Regions from separate parts of the Mus musculus genome. Here region 1 is linked to region 2. Evidence: chromatin contacts called from public HiChIP or PLAC-seq data. All regions are on one chromosome and are shown on one strand. The core of a region is the stretch at or near the end of the contact, and the rest is flanking DNA. Distances in the headings are between cores, read along the strand shown.

What was found. HiChIP or PLAC-seq counts read pairs in DNA pulled down with a chosen protein or histone mark.
Region 1: a contact with region 2 is called in an H3K4me3 HiChIP or PLAC-seq map of bone marrow-derived macrophages, with 4 times the contacts expected there. The contact joins the promoter of Tnpo2 here to the enhancer-like site in region 2. A contact is called at or near these places in 2 of 39 promoter capture datasets (liver and pre-B cells), 1 of 484 Hi-C or Micro-C datasets (the HL-1 cell line) and 4 of 115 datasets of contacts at active chromatin or transcription factors (bone marrow-derived dendritic cells, bone marrow-derived macrophages, pancreatic cancer cells and 1 more).

What each region holds. Positions count from the first base shown.
Region 1 is chr8:85,035,568-85,040,564 of GRCm38.p6, forward strand. Tnpo2 (transportin 2 (importin 3, karyopherin beta 2b)) reads left to right here and starts at 1,326. Exons shown (of 25, transcript NM_001364032.1): 1 at 1,326-1,410; 2 at 2,768-2,922; 3 at 4,895-4,970. The coding sequence starts at 2,824.
Region 2 is chr8:84,217,559-84,222,832 of GRCm38.p6, forward strand. It overlaps Zswim4 (zinc finger SWIM-type containing 4), which reads right to left. Exons shown (of 14, transcript NM_172503.3): 11 at 2,268-2,422. Among named protein-coding and RNA genes, the nearest start is that of Mir3074-2, 11 kb to the left of the region's middle. Within about 2 kb of position 2,758, at least 45 of the 459 cell types and tissues checked have an H3K27ac peak or open chromatin away from gene starts, as enhancers often do. A contact at or near this core is called in bone marrow-derived macrophages, where this site is marked.

The DNA.
Region 1 (4,997 bases), core at 76-2,575, 820 kb after region 2:
TCTTCTGATCGAATTTAGCTGCCTTGTTTTATTTTAGAAGTTATTGCCAGGGGCTGAATAAGATGACTCAGCGATTAAGTGCACTTGTTGCTTTGCTACAGGACCCTGGTTTTGAGTGCCAGCAATCGTATATGGCAGCTCACAACTGTCTTGTAGCTCTAGTTCCAGGAGATTCAACACCTGACTGTCTCGTCAGAAACGTGATGCAGACATAAATGCAGGCAAAACAAACATAAATCCGGTGGCGCATGCCTTGAATCCCAGCACTTGGGAGGCAGAGGCTGGCGGATTCTCAGTTCGAGGACAGCCTGGACTACAGATTGAGTTCCAGGACAGCCAGAGCTACACAGAGAAACCCTGTCACGAAAAACAGAACAAAAAATGGCCACGTGTTATTTTTCAGTCCCATGTAAAAAGTGTTTAAACAGCATTGAACAATAACAGGACAGTTGCTCTAGTAAAATCCAGCACCGCCAGCTGCCTGCCCTGCTCTTTACGTCGGTGTAGTGCTGTTTAGGGGAGCGAAAGAGAAAGTTACATTTTAACCCCCTCCCCCAGTTTCTCTGTGTAGCCTTGGCTGTCCTGGAACCAGTTCCATAGATCAGGGAGTGCTGGGGTTAAAGGGGTGCGCCGCCACTGCCCGGCTTCATTTTAACTTATTTTTGATCAAAGGGTTTTGTGATGTAGCTTTCCTGGCACCAGAGGGGTCTACTGTTGCCTTATTCCCTATCCCTGCCCTCCCTCCCTCCCAATCCAGTTCTGAGGCACGCCGGACTGCGGAACAGTTTAAATTTTAGGGAGTTGTAGTAAGGACACGGTTAGCTGTAGTTGAAGGATTCCTAGGTCCATTACACACCGAAAACACCCATGCACTACTAAATTTCTAGCTCCAGCAAAATCTGCAACTCAGTGGGGCTGGGGCCAGTTAAGAGTACTGTGGGCTCTCGTAGAGGACCCAGGTTTGATTTCAGCATCCACATGGCTCACCACCACCAGCTTCACAGGCATCCAATGCAATCTTCTGATCCCCACGGCACTGCGCGCACATGGTTCAGACAAAAATACCAATATACGTTAAAGAAGAAAGAAGAAAGCTGCAGTAAGGAAAAGGAAACGAGACGCTGGGAGGACCTAATGGCAAGAGAGGCCTAGAGGCGGTACTTATTCTCTCACGTGACTCAACTTGGCCAGGGCCACTCTGTGCCAGATCACGTGTGAGTGCTTCGCTCTCCGATTGGCTTTGGTAGGCCAGTTTGAACGGCGTACGGAAGCCGAAATTGTTCATTTCGGCCGCGTTTAATTTTTTTTTTTTTTTTTTTTTTTTAATTCCCTGCCTCTGGCTCCCTCCTTCCGCGCGAGCCTCTGGAGAAGCTGCAGCACTTAGGCGCCGCCGCTGCCTCCCGGGGCCTGGTAGGTGGGCCTCGCTCGGCCGGGGCCCCTTGGCTTCAGCTCGCCTCGAACCTCCCTGGGTTCTGGGCCTGCGCCGCGCGCCGCCCAGGCGTCGGGGTCGCGCCCGGCTGAGAGGCGGGGTACCGGGTTGGGCCAGCTCTCGAGGCCGGCAGAACGGGCCGGGCGGGGGAGGGGGAGCTGATCTGATCTCAAGGGGTGGGGCCTCGGCGCCCGGGCAGGTTCGGGTGCCACGAGATGCGGGCCAGTGGGGCGGCTGGGGTCGGGCTGGAGGGGCGCTGATTGGGGGAATCGTCGGGGGACGTCGCGTGGATCGGGTGTGTGTGGGGATCTGTTTCGGCGGGGCTTGGTTGGGTCTGATTCGGGGGAGACAGCCTTGAAAGTTGAGAGGGGAAGGTTGTTTAGTCCTAATAGGGAGGGGCGTCAGACTTGAGACCAGAGGGCTTTGCTGAGTCTGGCTGCGAGGCGGTGGTGGGATCCGTTGAGGGTAGCGCACCGGGCGGGTGTTTGTGCGGGACTCTGTAAGGGAAGCTGCAGGGATTGGACGGATGGGGTCTCCGACGTGAAGTGATCGGGGGTGAGGGGGTGGGAGGGGGCTTAGGGGAATTTGATTGGGGGAGCTGCCAGAGGTCCGTCAGCATTAATTCCTGCTGACTGGGGCGGAGGGTAAGAGCTAGAGAAGCTTGGCCAGATCTGATTGGGGGCAGGCAGCGGGCATTGGGGGCTTTGGTCGTGGGTTGGGTGATTCTGACTGGCTCTCATTCAAAGAGACATTGGAAACCTATCGGGTATTGCTTGTATTCTGGTTAAGGAGGGTCACAGGGCCGCGTCTAGGTCAGAAAGGGGGCCATGTGGCGTCTACTGAGCTTGTAGAGCCGGTTTAGAAGAGGGAGCAGGGATGAGCAAGATCTGGGCGCTTAGGGACCTAGAGGAGCTCAGAAATCTAGGAGGCGGCTGGCATCTAGTGGAGCTGGAAGGCTGGATTTTGGGGAAGGGAATCCTCGTGGACTGAGCCTTCACCTGAAAGACCGCTGGGGCGGGGCCCCTCGCCCTGGAGGGAGGCGGAAGCCGTGAGGCCCGTAACCGGGGGCGGCGGTGGCGTGGATCGCTTTGGAAAGAGGGTTCCTCGTTAGGCTCGATGTGGATCCGTCGCGCCCCCGCCGCTGGTCCTGATGGCCCGCTTTTATATTCCCCCCACTCGCACTCCCGAGCCCGCGACTGCGTGGCCGAGGATGGCTTAGCTGGCGGGGACCCCGCACTTGGACAGGCGCGGATTGGAGGCCTCCGCTTCTCGGCGGAGAGCGCTTGCGTCTGCATGCAGCCGCCTCTGCCTCGGGGACTCAACTTGGGTCTCACACAGAACTCCAGCGACCCAGCGCTGATCCAGGCTCCTACCCCTGCAGTTCGCCTTGCGCCATGGACTGGCAGCCAGACGAGCAGGGCCTGCAGCAGGTCTTGCAGCTTCTCAAAGACTCGCAGTCGCCCAACACAGCTACTCAGCGCATTGTGCAGGATGTATCCTTCTTTCCTTCCGGGGCTCACGGAACAGTGCCGATGTCTGCACCTCGTGAAGGCCAGAGAGGGAGGGACTACTTCTTGATTCCCAGACTTTTTCTGCTGAGAGAGAACATGAATTAAAGGTTTAGGTCTTTGGTTCCATTTCTGGAGTGGAGAAAATGATGGGCATGTCTGATGTTCACTGAGTACTTAATCCTGTAACTGTTGAGTGTTGGTAACTTTCCTTTAACAGACGGGAACCTGGAGGCTTAAACAGGGAAAATGCCTCAGCAAGGACCCAGGGTTAAGAAGTCCAGCCATCGCAGATTTTAGTGGTATGCCTTGTCAGAATGAGGGTAGATAGGTAGGGACGTTGGAGTTGCAACATGAGTGTTTTTGAAGTTGAAAACTTTTTTCCTAAGAGCTCTTTATATCATATACATATATATGTAGATAGATATAGATTAGTTTTGTTATTAATTTGATACACCTATGAAGAGGGGCCTTCAGTTGAAAAATTATCTCAATCAGATTGGCCTGTGGGCATGGCTGTGGGAAATTTTCTTGATAATAATTGATGCTGGTCTGTATAAGAAAGGTTGGTGGATGTGAGTCGGGGAAGGAACCAGTAAGCAGCTTTATGCAGAGGTTTCTTCTTCAGTTATATTCCTGGAGTTCCTACCTTGGGACTTCCCAATGATGAGCTAAAACAAACCCTTAGTGTTTTATCACAGCAACAGAGAAGCAAATTAGAGTAAGATCAGAATTTTAAATGATATATGGTCATGACAGCATCCACCTTTAATCACAGCGTTCAGGAGGCAGAAGCTAGTGAATCTCGGAGTTTAGGAGTAACCTGGTCTTATGAAAACTTTCTCAAATAAAAAAATTGAATGTTTGAAGCAGTATCAAATTTCACTTGAAAATGGGACTAGTCCATCACCTTTTCCTGCAGGGCTGAGACTGGAACATACAAGCCTAGAGCATGCTAGCCACTTGCTTTATTCTTGAGCTGCACCCCAAAGTCCTGCTCCTGAAACTCAGCCATTCACTTGTGTTTTCTCTCTCTCTCTCTCTCTCTCTCTCTCTCTCTCTCTCTCTCTCTTTCTTTCTTTCTCTCTTTGAGACAGGGTTTCTGTCCTGGAACTCACTTTGTAGACCAGGCTGGCCTTGAACTCAGAAATCCTCCTGCCTCTGCCTCCCAAGTGCTGGGATTAAAGGCGTGTGCCACCATGCCCAGCTTTAGTTTTCTCTTAATGGCACTGGAGACTCAGTGGTCTGGTCTCACACATGCTAGATGCATATTTTACCACTTGAGACCCCTTGGCTGGTTTTTCTTGTTCTTTTCTTTTTCTTTTTCTTTCTTTCTTTTTTTTAGTCATGGTCTTTTAATATAACAGATTAGTTTAGAACTAAATATGTAGCCAGGTTCTCCCTAAACTAAGAGTGATCTTCCTGCCTCAGCTTCCCTGGGGCTAGGGTTTTAGGCATGCACCACACTCAAATAGCCTTCCATTCTGCTTGAGAAAAGCAGGCATCACTGGAATGCCAAGATCAGAAGTGAGTAGCAGCTGCCAGTTTAAGAGAAGCCTAGCCCTCTCCTGTCCTGGTAAGGATATAAGGGTCATGCAGGAGTTCAGACATGTGCCCTAGTTCCTGTGTGGACTTGATCCTCCTGAGAAGGCCCTGTGGTGCTGAGGTTAGAAATTGAATTGATGAGTATTATCTGAGGAGTTGGCTGCCTAATTGATTTGGTCACTAGCATTCTGAGCAATGTGGCACTGGGAGAATATTGCCTAAGAAAGGCTCTTGCCTCTCAAGTTCTTTGGTTTGTTTGTTTCTTTGTTTCTTTGCTTGTTTTGTTTTGAGAGAAGGTCTTGGGTTAATGCTGGCCTGGAGTTCCAAGATCTTGCCTCAGTCTCCCTCAGTGTTGGGATCACAAGCATGCCCCAATATACCTGGCTTTCCAAGTTCCTTAACAGCCTGGCAGAAACTTAAACAACTCAACCAGTTTCCTGACTTTAACAACTACCTGATCTTTGTCCTGACCAGACTCAAATCAGAAGGTATGTTCTCTGTCCCTCCAGGCCACA
Region 2 (5,274 bases), core at 1,508-4,007:
AGTGTTAGCTGTTTCCTGTTTGTACAGCTAGGGGATAGACCTAGTGTGTGTTAACCATCTGCTCTACATGCTGGCTTTGCTCAAATCATCACCAATTCCATCAAGTCTATGCTCCCCCACTATGCTCCAGTCTCACGAGTCTTCTGCTTATCCTAACTTCAGTGTTGGGAACAGAAGCCGGGGCATCACACATTCTAGGTTAGCAGCCCACTCTAAGTCCCACTCCCAGCCCATCCCTGGAGGAGGCTAGGCAGGAACTCTGAGCTGCACCTCCACCCCAGCCAATCATCTCATTCCTCAGATATCACAGCTGTGTTGCAGCCTCAGGGCCTCAGCTTTGGCTATGTCCTTCTGCCTCAAATGTTCTTGAAAGGCAGTGTGGATTAAACTGTGCCCCCTTCTCCTTCCAAATTCTTATGTTGGAAACCCATGATGGGATGGCCTGCTGGGTTAGATGAAGTCAGAGGCCAAGGCCCTGGGAGGGGAACTTTGTTTCCTTCCCTCTCCCACCACCTCTACTAAGTGAGGACAGCGTGTGTAAACCAAGAAGGGAGCCCTCCTGCCAACCGACCCTCTTGCCACCTTAATCTTGGACTTTGGCCTCTTAATCTATGAGAATCACACTTAAGCTGCCCAGCTTGTGTTACTGTGTTACTGCAGCCCAAGCATAGCTCTGCCCTCATATGGGTGTGTGTTTAAGTTCCAGCAGGGAACTGGGAGTGCAGCTCAGTGGCAGAGTGCTGGCCTAGCTTACACAAGACCTGGGTCCCACCCTCAGCACCACAGAAAAGAAGACAAGGCTGCCTGCTTCCGTGTCCCACGTGACACCAGTTCCGTGTCCCACGTGACACCAGTACCCTCTCTTTGTGCATGGTGATCTCCTCCTTGTTTACTGTCTGCCGGCTTTGTGTGTGTTCATGTGAGTGTAGATATGTGTGTATACATGTGTGTGTTCATGTGAGTGTAAATATGTAATGTATACATGTGTGTGTTCATGTGAGTATAGATATGTGTATACACATGTATGGGGAGGCCAGAGTCAAGCTTGAATGTCATCCCTCAGGCACCGCCCACCTTTTAAAAGAACACATTATTTTATTTTTATATGTAAGGGTGTTTTGTCTGGTGCCTGCAGAGTCCAGAAGGATGTGTTGGGTTTCCTAGAATTGGAGTTACAGATGGTTGTGAGCTAACACATAGGTGCTAGAAATTGAACTCTGGTCCTCTATAGGAATAGACAGTGCTCCTAACCACTGAGCCGCCTTTCCACCCATCTCCCTTAGGGCAAGGCTGGCCATCCAGCAGACCCTGAGGGTCCTCTGTCTCACTTTCCCAGTGCTGGGGCAACAAGTGTATGCTACCATACCAGCCTTTTTTATTTTACTTCAGAGCTCTGGCCAGCTTGGGATTTACTATGTAGACCAGGATGACCTCAAACTCACTGAAATATGCCTTCTTCTGCATCTGCCTCCCAAGTGCTGGAATTAAAGGCAGGGCACCTACCCTTATACCCATTGTTTTATGGAATCAGGGGACTGAACCCCAGTCCTCTCTCATGCTGGTGTGGCAAGTGCTTTACCAAATGAGCCATCATCCCCCAGGCCATCTGTGTGTTCCTGTGGTACTGGGGGAGCTCAGGGCTTTACACGTGCTAAGCAGGGTCTCTACTACTAATCCAGGCCCTGGCTAGTTGACTATACATCTTCTTCATAGAACATGGGATTTGGGATAGTTTTGTTACCTGCCACCTGGCAGCACTGGGTCCTCACAGAGCATGTGCAAGCCGTAGTACAGAGGAGACAGTTGGTAAGAGTAGAGCAGGTGTGGCAGAACATGAGGCCAAGGGGTAAGATCGTGAGTCAAGGGCAGTGTGGGCTGCATGGTGTACTGCAGGCAAGCTTGGGACTCATGTGAGACCATGTCTTTCTTAGAAGCAAGCTGGAGAGACAGCTCAGTGGTTATGGGCACTGCTGCACTTGCAGAGGACTGGAGTGTGATCCTAGCCATGTCTAGAACCCACGTTAAAGCTCACAACTGTCTGGAACTCTACCCAAGAGATTTGATGCCTCCATGGCTCCATGATGCACAGACAGACATTCAGGTAAACACCCGTTCACAAAAAGAGAAATGAAACCTAAAGAAGAAAGAAAATTAAAAGCGAAAACAGCAAAGAAGTGAAGGATGAGTGTGGGTAGGAAATGGAAGCAGGAAAAAGAGGGAGTCAGGGGACAGCAGGACCCTAGAAGGATAGCTGTCACTGCCCTCACCTTTGGCAGCCGTCAGCATGGTGGAGGCCAGCTCACACTGGCGGGTCTCCAGGTGGCCAAGGATGAACCACCGGGGGAAGCGGTTACTCATGATGGAGTCCAGTGGGTTGGGGTGAGATTCTCCAGCGGGGAATGTTGTCTCCAGCACAGGCAGCCTGGAGCAGGGGAGAAGAAAACACTGAGTGAGCTGCCACTGCTGCCTGCTGCCCCCATGAGAATCTCCCAGGGAAGGTGATGGGGAAGGGGCAAGGCTCAGTCTGTAGATTCCAGCACGACAAAGGCCCTGGGTTCCATCCCCAGCACCTTATCAAAAGAAGAGCTGGAATTTGACTGGCTACTACCATACAGAGAAGATACACATCCTGATAAGGGTAGGGAGGAAGGGGAACTCGTCGAGCTGCAGTGTCTGAGCTCAGCATTACAGCAGTGCCTAATAAAGCACAGCACCCTGCACTTGAGCCACTGCTCCAAAAACAAACAACAGAGAACAGAAGCTTATGCATGGTTGCCATGTGAGTTAGTGTAACTGTCACAGAAAGCAGAAGTTCTGAAGTTCCTTGGCGACTACAAACAGAAACAACCCCCATACACACACGCACACACACACACACACGCACACACACACACACACACACACACGCACGTATATGATCAACCCAACAAACTCACTGCTGGGCACATGTCCATAGTAAATCAGTATATTAAAGAGGGTGCCTGCTGCATACTGTACCACAATTCACAATGGCCACAATGGGGCGGTCAACACATGTGAACACATGTGTGAACACATGATGAACAGCTACAGAAAACGTAACACCCACATACAAAGGAGTACTATTCAGGCATAGGAAGAATAAAATATCAGCAGGTGCAACTATATGGTGGGAACATTCACTAGGATCAGACAGGCACAGGGAGAAACACCACAGCTCTTCAGTCATGAATAGGAGCTGGAGCAGATGACAAGCCAGGTCTGGTGGCCCACACCTGCCCCACCAGCACTGCAGAGGCTAAGGCTACAAGGTTGTGAGATGGCTCAGCAGTTCAAGTCCTTGCTGCTCTTCCAGAGAACCTGGGTTCAATTCCCAGCACCCACATGGCAGCTCACAACTGCCTAACTCCAGCTTCAGAGCCTCTGACACCCTCACACAGACATGCAGGCAAGACACCAATGCATATAAAGTAAAAATAAATAAATTACTTAAAAAAAGAAACTACTGGGCTGGTGAGATGGCTCAGTGGGTTAGAGCACTGACTGCTCTTCCAAAGGTCCTGAGTTCAAATCCCAGCAATCACATGGTGGCTCACAACCACCTGTAATGAGATCTGACGCCCTCTTCTGGTGCGTCTGAAGTCAGCTACAGTGTACTTATGTATAATAATAAATAAATCTTTTAAGAAAAGAAAAAGAAAAAAAAAACTACTTTAAAAAAAGAGTCTCGGGCTGGTGAGATGGCTCAGTGTGTAAGAGCACCCGACTGTTCTTCCGAAGGTCCAGAGTTCAAATCCCAGCAACCACATGGTGGTTCACAACCATCTGTAACAAGATCTGACGCCCTCTTCTGGAGTGTCTGAAGACAGCTACAGTGTACTTACATATAATAAATAAATAAATCTTTGAAAAAAAAAAAAGAGTCTCAGGCCAGTCTGCACAGTCTGTCACCTTGAAAAAGAGAAAGGGAAAACAATGGGGACATTCTCAAAGGGGGAGACGGGATGCTAACTATTAGAGTTTCTGCTATGGAGTAGGGTGAGAGTTGGAAAAGCTAGATCATAGGTGTCAAATACACATCCATGTCTCTGTCACCGTCCGACTCTAATTACCCATGTTTCCCCACTACCATTCTTTCTTTCTCATCATGTCTCACCTATCTAGTTCTGAGATCCAGTCTTGTTACTCAGCTCAACCTGCTCTGAAACTTGAGATCTTAGACTCAATGTGCTGGGATTACAGACCTGTGTCATCCCACCCAACTATTAAGAAAATGCATTTCAGCCTAGCAGTGGTGGCACACACCTTTAATCCCAGCACTTAGGAGGCAAAGTCAGGTGAGTCTCAGAGTTCAAGGGCAGCCTGGTCTACAGAGCAAGTTCCAGGTCAGCCAGGGCTACACACAGAAACTGGGTCTCAAAAAAACAACAAACAAACAAGACAAGAAAATGTATTTAAGGCTGGGCAGTGGTGGCGCACACCTTTAATCCCAGCACTTGGGAGGCAGAGGCAGGCGGATTTCTGAGTTGGAGGCCTGCCTGGTCTACAAAGTGAGTTCCAGGACAGCCAGGGCTATGCAGAGAAAACCCTGTCTCAAAAAAAAAACAAAGACAAACAAAAGACAGAGCAAGAAAATGTATTTAGCAGCGTGGTGCTGCATGTTTACAATACCAGGTGCAGGCAGAAGAATCGTGAGTTCAAGGTCAGCCTTGGCTATATAGAGAGTTTGTGGCCAGCCTAAGCTACATGACATTCTGCTTCAAACAACCCTCATCAGAGAAGACCAGACATTCAGACGCCCTGGGAATCAGCTGGTTTGTGAGTGGGAGGAGTTGTGTGTAGGTAGTAGATACACTCCCTGTGTTAGCCCCTTCCTCTAGCTGGCTCTACCCACAGGCCCACGGAGAGCTCAGAAGCCACATTTCCTTCACAGACCCTACCATAAAAGGGAAAAGGACACCCTCACTCCTGCAGTGCTCTGGGAACCAGTGTGTTCTCGGGGAGCCAACCAGGTTCTGCAGGCCAGGCCAGGCCAGGTCAGGCCAGTGCCTGGAGCTCCACACAGCCCTTCTGCTCCCTCCACTAGTTTTAAAATTGCCTGCCAGGTCCCCTCAAAGCCCTCATGTGAAGTTGCAGCAGCGTTCTGTCCAAGTCCTTCCTCTTTCTGTTCTCTTCTCCCTACGCCCTGCAGCACCATCTGCATGAGTCCTGTCAGCACCCGGCTCTGCTTTTGCAACCACCAGCACTATCTGGTCTGTTTAGGGCAGCCGCAGTCGCTGAATGATTTAATGCTGC